2 separate regions of the Arachis hypogaea genome follow, and region 1 is linked to region 2. Evidence: chromatin contacts called from public Hi-C data. All regions are on one chromosome and are shown on one strand. Each heading gives the region's core, a stretch centred on a gene start, on an enhancer-like site or on the middle of the called end of the contact. The rest is flanking DNA. Distances are from core to core; before and after follow the strand shown.

Region 1 (2,831 bases), core at 58-2,557, 76 kb before region 2:
TAAATAGGAATGTGGTGTAATAATGTGAGATATGCATGAAGTAATTGGAAACTCTACTTTCTCTCTTTGGCCCTAGTTCTAGGGATATCTCTTCTATTCTCTCTAATTTTTTATCTAATTCTCTAATTCTTGATACATATTCCTATCAAATGGTGCTTTCATTGAACACCATGCCAAATTCCTATGATGACCCAATTTGGGAGCAGATTCAAACTAGCTTAGATCACTTGAATTCAAATTATGAAAATCGAACCAAGATACTTGCAGAAATTCGGGCAACTTGCACCAAAATTTGTGCAACTTTGAACGATCATCAACGACTCCAGCAGCCTCCAATATGCCAGATTCAAGCCAAATCAGAAACAGAAAATTCAATCCAAATCCAGCAGCAAAAAATTCAGAAGCTGAAGACAAATCAGATCTTGGACCAAGGTCCAGTTCTAGAACCGAATTCATAAGAAGATTCATCATCAGATTTCAAGTTTCAATTTCAACCACAACAAGCAAATTCAACAGAAACTCTATATCAAACAACAATTCAACAATCATTATTGTTAATTTGTAATTACAATGAAGCAGTATCACAATTTCAGCAACAACAACCAAATTCTTGCCAAAATTCAACAATCATAGATGCAGCAAAAGAAGAAGAATCAGCGTTCAGTTTTGTAGTTCAACCCGTAGCATCACCAGATAATGCAGATCAAGCAGGATTTCAAAATTCAATTCCAGAACTGTAATCATAATTACCTCCAAATCAAGAAAATCACTTACTCTCGGGAATAATTACGAAGACGGTAGCAGATTGCAATAATAGTAGAGAAATCAGAACGTCCTTCAACGAGTCAAGCAGGCCCACTTTTCTCGCGGGGTCTTCAGCAGTGACGTTCGCGATGGCGCTGGAGCAGGTGGAGTTCGCGTATCCAAAACCGACAAAGGTGAGGGTGCCGCGACCGCCACCGAAACCACCGCATCTGAACTCGAATGCGGTGGTCTTGGTCGGCACTGACGACGCTTCAGTGCTGCACAGAGGGGGCGGCTTCGAGGATGACGCACCAGCAGATCTGACCCTCGGTAACGGCGCCGGAGATCCTCGAAGGTGTGGCGGAGGGTTCCAGTGCGTTTCTTCGTTCTTGGCAAGGCCATCTCCACTCCTTGCGGCAGTCTTCCCTTGGGATTGCGAGGAGGAAGCTCGAACGATGAAGAAGCAGGTGGCGGCGGCGTTTCCATGGAATCGCGACGGGGCACAAGACAGCGACGGGTTGCTGCAGCTGGCGGTGGATTCGGCAGGAGGGAGTGCGAACGGAACCGAAGGTATATGGAGAAGGAGCCGTTGGAGCCGGACGGTGGTGCTTGGCTCGCCGACGGCGGTTTTTCGGGCAGCAGCGACACTCAGGGCAGAGAAGGAAGAAGCCGCTGGAGCTGCCTGGAAGGAGAAGGAAATTAGGGTAAGTGATGCTTTGGACCAATGCTTAATTTCTGAAGCCCAGTTCCAAATTCAGGAGGTGATTGATGATATATTGAGCCCAATTCTCAAGCTTTTACTCTTTTTGGGTCCATTTCAGATTTATGTAGTAATTATATTTTGTTGGTTTTGGGTTGGATTAAATTATTTTCAATGGGATCTGATGGTAAATTTTTTAAACAGTGCCATAGAAAATATTATTTTAGGATTGCTGATATTTTTTATTACTTTTATTACTTGTAATTAGTTTTTATAATTTTTAAGATTTATATTTTTTTTTTGTAACCTTAAGGATAAGGTTGTTTTGAAGGATAGAATAATGATAGGATTAGTATTGACTAATCTAATTAAAAAATTATACTATAAATTAAAAGATGGTATAATAATGTAAGATATGCATAAAATAATTGAAAATTCTCTTTTTTCTCTTTGTCCCTAGTTTTAGGAATATCTCTTTTATTCTCTCTAATTTTTTTATCAAATTCTATAATTCTTGATACAAATTCGTTGAGTAAAGTCTTAAAAAAAATTACCATAATTTTAGTAAGATGTAAGACTCTATTTTTAATTAACTGCTCCTTGAGGCCAAAAATAAAAGCCATCATGAAAAAATAAGGCTACATTTGGTGAGAGAAAGAGAAAGAGGAGGATTGGACATTGTTGATGAGCTCTTTAATGAGGCTCTTTTATCTCCTCGAGTGCCGGTGCTGACAACGAACCTTGTGCGTTTCCTGACAAGCTTCTGCTCTGTCCACAGCTGATCAGTGAAGGTAAAGAAAGGCTTCATCTGCGCCCCATAGACAATAACATTTGCAACTTCTAACTTTTTTCTGATGAGCGAATGTCCAACCATCTCTGATAACTTGAAACACAATTTTTAGATGGTAAGACGAAAATAAAAATGAGAAGAACGATTAGAGAAGAAAAAAAAGAGAGAAAGAAGGTCGAAGAGCAAAGAATGATTCTGATTTCTGTGGATAAAGAAAAAAAAATCCAAAAATAAATAGAAAAAAGAATTAAAATTTAAAATTTTTTTATAAATTATGCCAAAATTTGCTATCGATCCTGCTCGAATTATTGCAGTATGCTCTATTACCCTTCCATTATTTTGGAATTGTTGATGCTTTAGCAGCACTAAACAAAATACTTTAGAATTTGAAAAAAAAATTGCTATTTTTTTCTCTTCTCCATCAAACACAATGAGTTTTCAATCTCTTGTTTACTATTTATCCAATTAAAAACTAGCATTTTCGTTTTTCTCTGCTAAATGGTGGTTTTGAGATTATTAATACATTCACTCTCTTTAACTTCCTGGACAAATGTCTTCCCAAAAAACCTAACACCAGGTATGAGATTTTTAAAAAGG
Region 2 (3,212 bases), core at 614-3,113:
AAACTTCCAATGGACTGTCAATCTTGACTTGTCACAAAATAAATTTGTGCCGAACAACAATAATATATGAATCTTTACGTGCATTTGTCTGTCGAGGGCGATATCCAACTACAAGCGTCGCTTTAGGGTATGGAGCCATGCAAGTTTGACATCACTTCCTTTGTGATTAGCTGCAGTAGGTACTATCAAAAATTGTATCATGAATTCATTTTCGAGGCTATTACTGCTGCTATCTGTAAATCCTGACACCAGTAAACCATCTGTACTGTCGAAAATTGTATTATGAATTCATTTTCGAGGCTACTGCTGCTGCTATCTGTAAATCCTGACACCAGTAAACCATCTGTCGGGAATCCAAAAATCATTGCAACATCTTCGAACGTAATCGTGCATTTACCGTATGGAAGGTGGAATGTATGAGTTTATGGCCGCTACCATTCAATCAAGGTATTGATAAGTGCGTTGTGTAAAGTAAGTTTTTCAAGGGATTTAGATCCTCTAAAGTTTAGATTTTCACTTTAGAGGATAAAGTTAAATCTCTCACTATTAAATGTTTTCTCTATCATGTTTTCTCTTGGTCCCACCTATGAAATAAATGGTGATAGATCATACTTTATCCTCTAAAGTAAGTTTCAAAATTTAGAGGATCCAAATTCTTTTTCAAGTATCTGAGATATGTGATAAAATTCACTATCCCGTAATTCTATTTCAATTCGGGGATCATACACATTTTGGTGAAGATATTTTGATCCCAAATCTCTTGAATTCTGAAACAAATTGAAAATATAATGAACAACAACACAACAGCAACGACAACAACAATAATAATAATAAATGAACAAAGATAAAAAATAATTACATATGGTAGACGATCAAGATATTCAACAATATGATCTTCAAGACGCGTAATATCACGAACCATATTCTGTGTTTATTTTTTTTTGAAAAAAACATATTATATAATATTTATTAAATATATCTCTCACATGAAATGAATACATTTGAAATATTTTGTAAATTAAATTTTTTTAATCCCTCCTACCTACTTTTTAAAATTTAATATACTCGAAACATATTTAACAAATTGTTTCTCTACGACCTACATACAAAATAATACTTTCTATAAAACAAATTTAATATATTTCATCAATGTATATTATATAAAGTATATTTAAATTAAATCTGAATTTAAATATTGATATTTAAATTAAATTCAAATTTTAATATTTATATTTTATTTAAATTTATTATATTTAAATATTTATAAAAAATATAAAATATATTTAATATGTTTAAAATATATTTAAATTCAAAGACGTTTGGAATCAAACTTAAATATATATATTTAAATTAAAAATATAATTAAATTCAAACTTAGATATATAATTTAATTCGAAAAATATTTAATTTATATCCAAATTCAAATTATAAATATATATTTAAATTCAACTTTAAATATATACTTAAAACCAAAATATATTTAAAGTTAGATTTAAATATATATTTAAATTCAAAATATATTTAATTTTAAATTATAAATATGTATTTTTATATATTTAAATTTTATTCAAATTCAAGTTTAAATATTTAATTAAAACTGAAATATATTTAAAGTCAGATTTAAATATATGTTTAAATTTGAAATATATTTAAATTCAAATTATAAATATATATTTAAATTCCAATTTAAATTTATAAATCTAACTGAAATATATTTAATGTCAAATTTAAATATATATCTAAATATCTAAATTCGAAATATATTTAAAAATTCAAATGTAAATATATAATTATAACTGAAATATATTTAAATATCTATTTAAATTTGAATTTTTAAATATAAATTTAAATTCACAATTATATTTATTCGACATTGCCCTTTCACATGCAGCTCCAACCTCACTCCAGCAAATTTCGTATTTTTCTTTTCCTTTTCAAACTTATCCGATGCAATCAACCAAAACAACGCTAAATTAGTACGCAAATATTGCATATAATTCCACGTTCTTTCGTTGCGTTTGCCCCCACCACACTGAATATTATAATCTATAAACTCAGATTCAAAGATTCACTTCATTCTGAGTTATTCCCTTTCGTCTCCTACTTCTTCTTCATCTTCAAGTTTTGATTTTTCATCCAAAAATGGCGTCTTTGAGCTTGACCCAGATCAGAACAGGGAATTCAGCATCTGGGTTTTCGTTGAATTGTCGTGGAAAGGTTCAAGCACGTCCCTGCAGAGTTGGGTTTAGGGTCTTTGCCTCTGAGAATGGTAATAATAAGGCTTCATCAGAGCCTGATCTTAGTGTCACTGTTAATGGGTTAAAGATGGCAAACCCTTTTGTTATTGGATCAGGTCCACCAGGGACCAATTACACTGTTATGAAAAAGGCCTTTGATGAAGGATGGGGTGCTGTGATTGCCAAAACTGTAAGTTTCTTTTCATTAGTATCTGTAGGAGAGAATTTGTGTTTATGAGCTTATATAGTGACACTATGATGCATGAAAATTTGGTGGTGTTAGCTAAAATTTAATACTGAAAAGGAGTAGCGTTTGGACTTTTTATTGTCTGTTCTGTGATTAATATGGAAAGTTATATCCTTCTTGAACACTTTATGCTTTGTTGTCAGCTATAATTGGATTTTGTTTTTGGTTCGGAGTTTATTTTGTATTTGCGTTTGTATTATTTTGAGCCTATGTTGTCCTATTACTAGCAAGTTATATGCTTTAAGATTATGCTTTTTTTTATGCTTTTAAATATTTTAGCCTTGGATTTTTCTTGCTAGATCATCAATCTCACCTAGTTGACTCGAATCTTTATGAATATTTAGGTTTCGTCCTGCTTGCGAAAGAATAAGGTTTAGATCAGTAATTGAAACTGTTGCTGAGAACACAAAATCAAAAATTTCATGAAAGATGACTGGGGAAGAAAACAAAAATCTTGAAAGGATCACATAAGATGAATGTTGACAATTATGACACATTGCAAGTTAGATGTTTCTATCATTTAGATACATGATGATGCATGGATTGTATAGAGTAGCCGAAATCAAAAGTATTATTCTTAAAAATTGTGCTTCATTGGTTGTTTGTAAGTTGGTGTTTTGGAGGGAAAGGGAAGGAAAAGCATGTAGTGTTAATATTTTTAATTTTTACACTACAAACCCTTCCCCTTTCCTCCAAATTCCAAACTCGCATAAAGCCCCTCAGGGTAA

What was found. A called contact is a pair of places that touch in the nucleus more often than the background predicts.
Region 1: a Hi-C map of leaf shows a contact between it and region 2, with 4 times the contacts expected there. The contact joins the enhancer-like site here to the promoter of LOC112802382 in region 2. A contact is called at or near these places in 5 of 8 Hi-C or Micro-C datasets (leaf and an unstated tissue).

Annotation. Positions count from the first base shown.
Region 1 is chr5:103,198,432-103,201,262 of arahy.Tifrunner.gnm2.J5K5, reverse strand. No RefSeq gene overlaps it. Among protein-coding and RNA genes, the nearest start is that of LOC140184749, 7.4 kb to the left of the region's middle. Within about 2 kb of position 1,307, at least 2 of the 3 cell types and tissues checked have open chromatin away from gene starts, as enhancers often do.
Region 2 is chr5:103,122,841-103,126,052 of arahy.Tifrunner.gnm2.J5K5, reverse strand. It overlaps LOC112802382 (dihydropyrimidine dehydrogenase (NADP(+)), chloroplastic), which reads left to right and starts at 1,863. Exons shown (of 7, transcript XM_025845568.3): 1 at 1,863-2,427. The coding sequence starts at 2,143.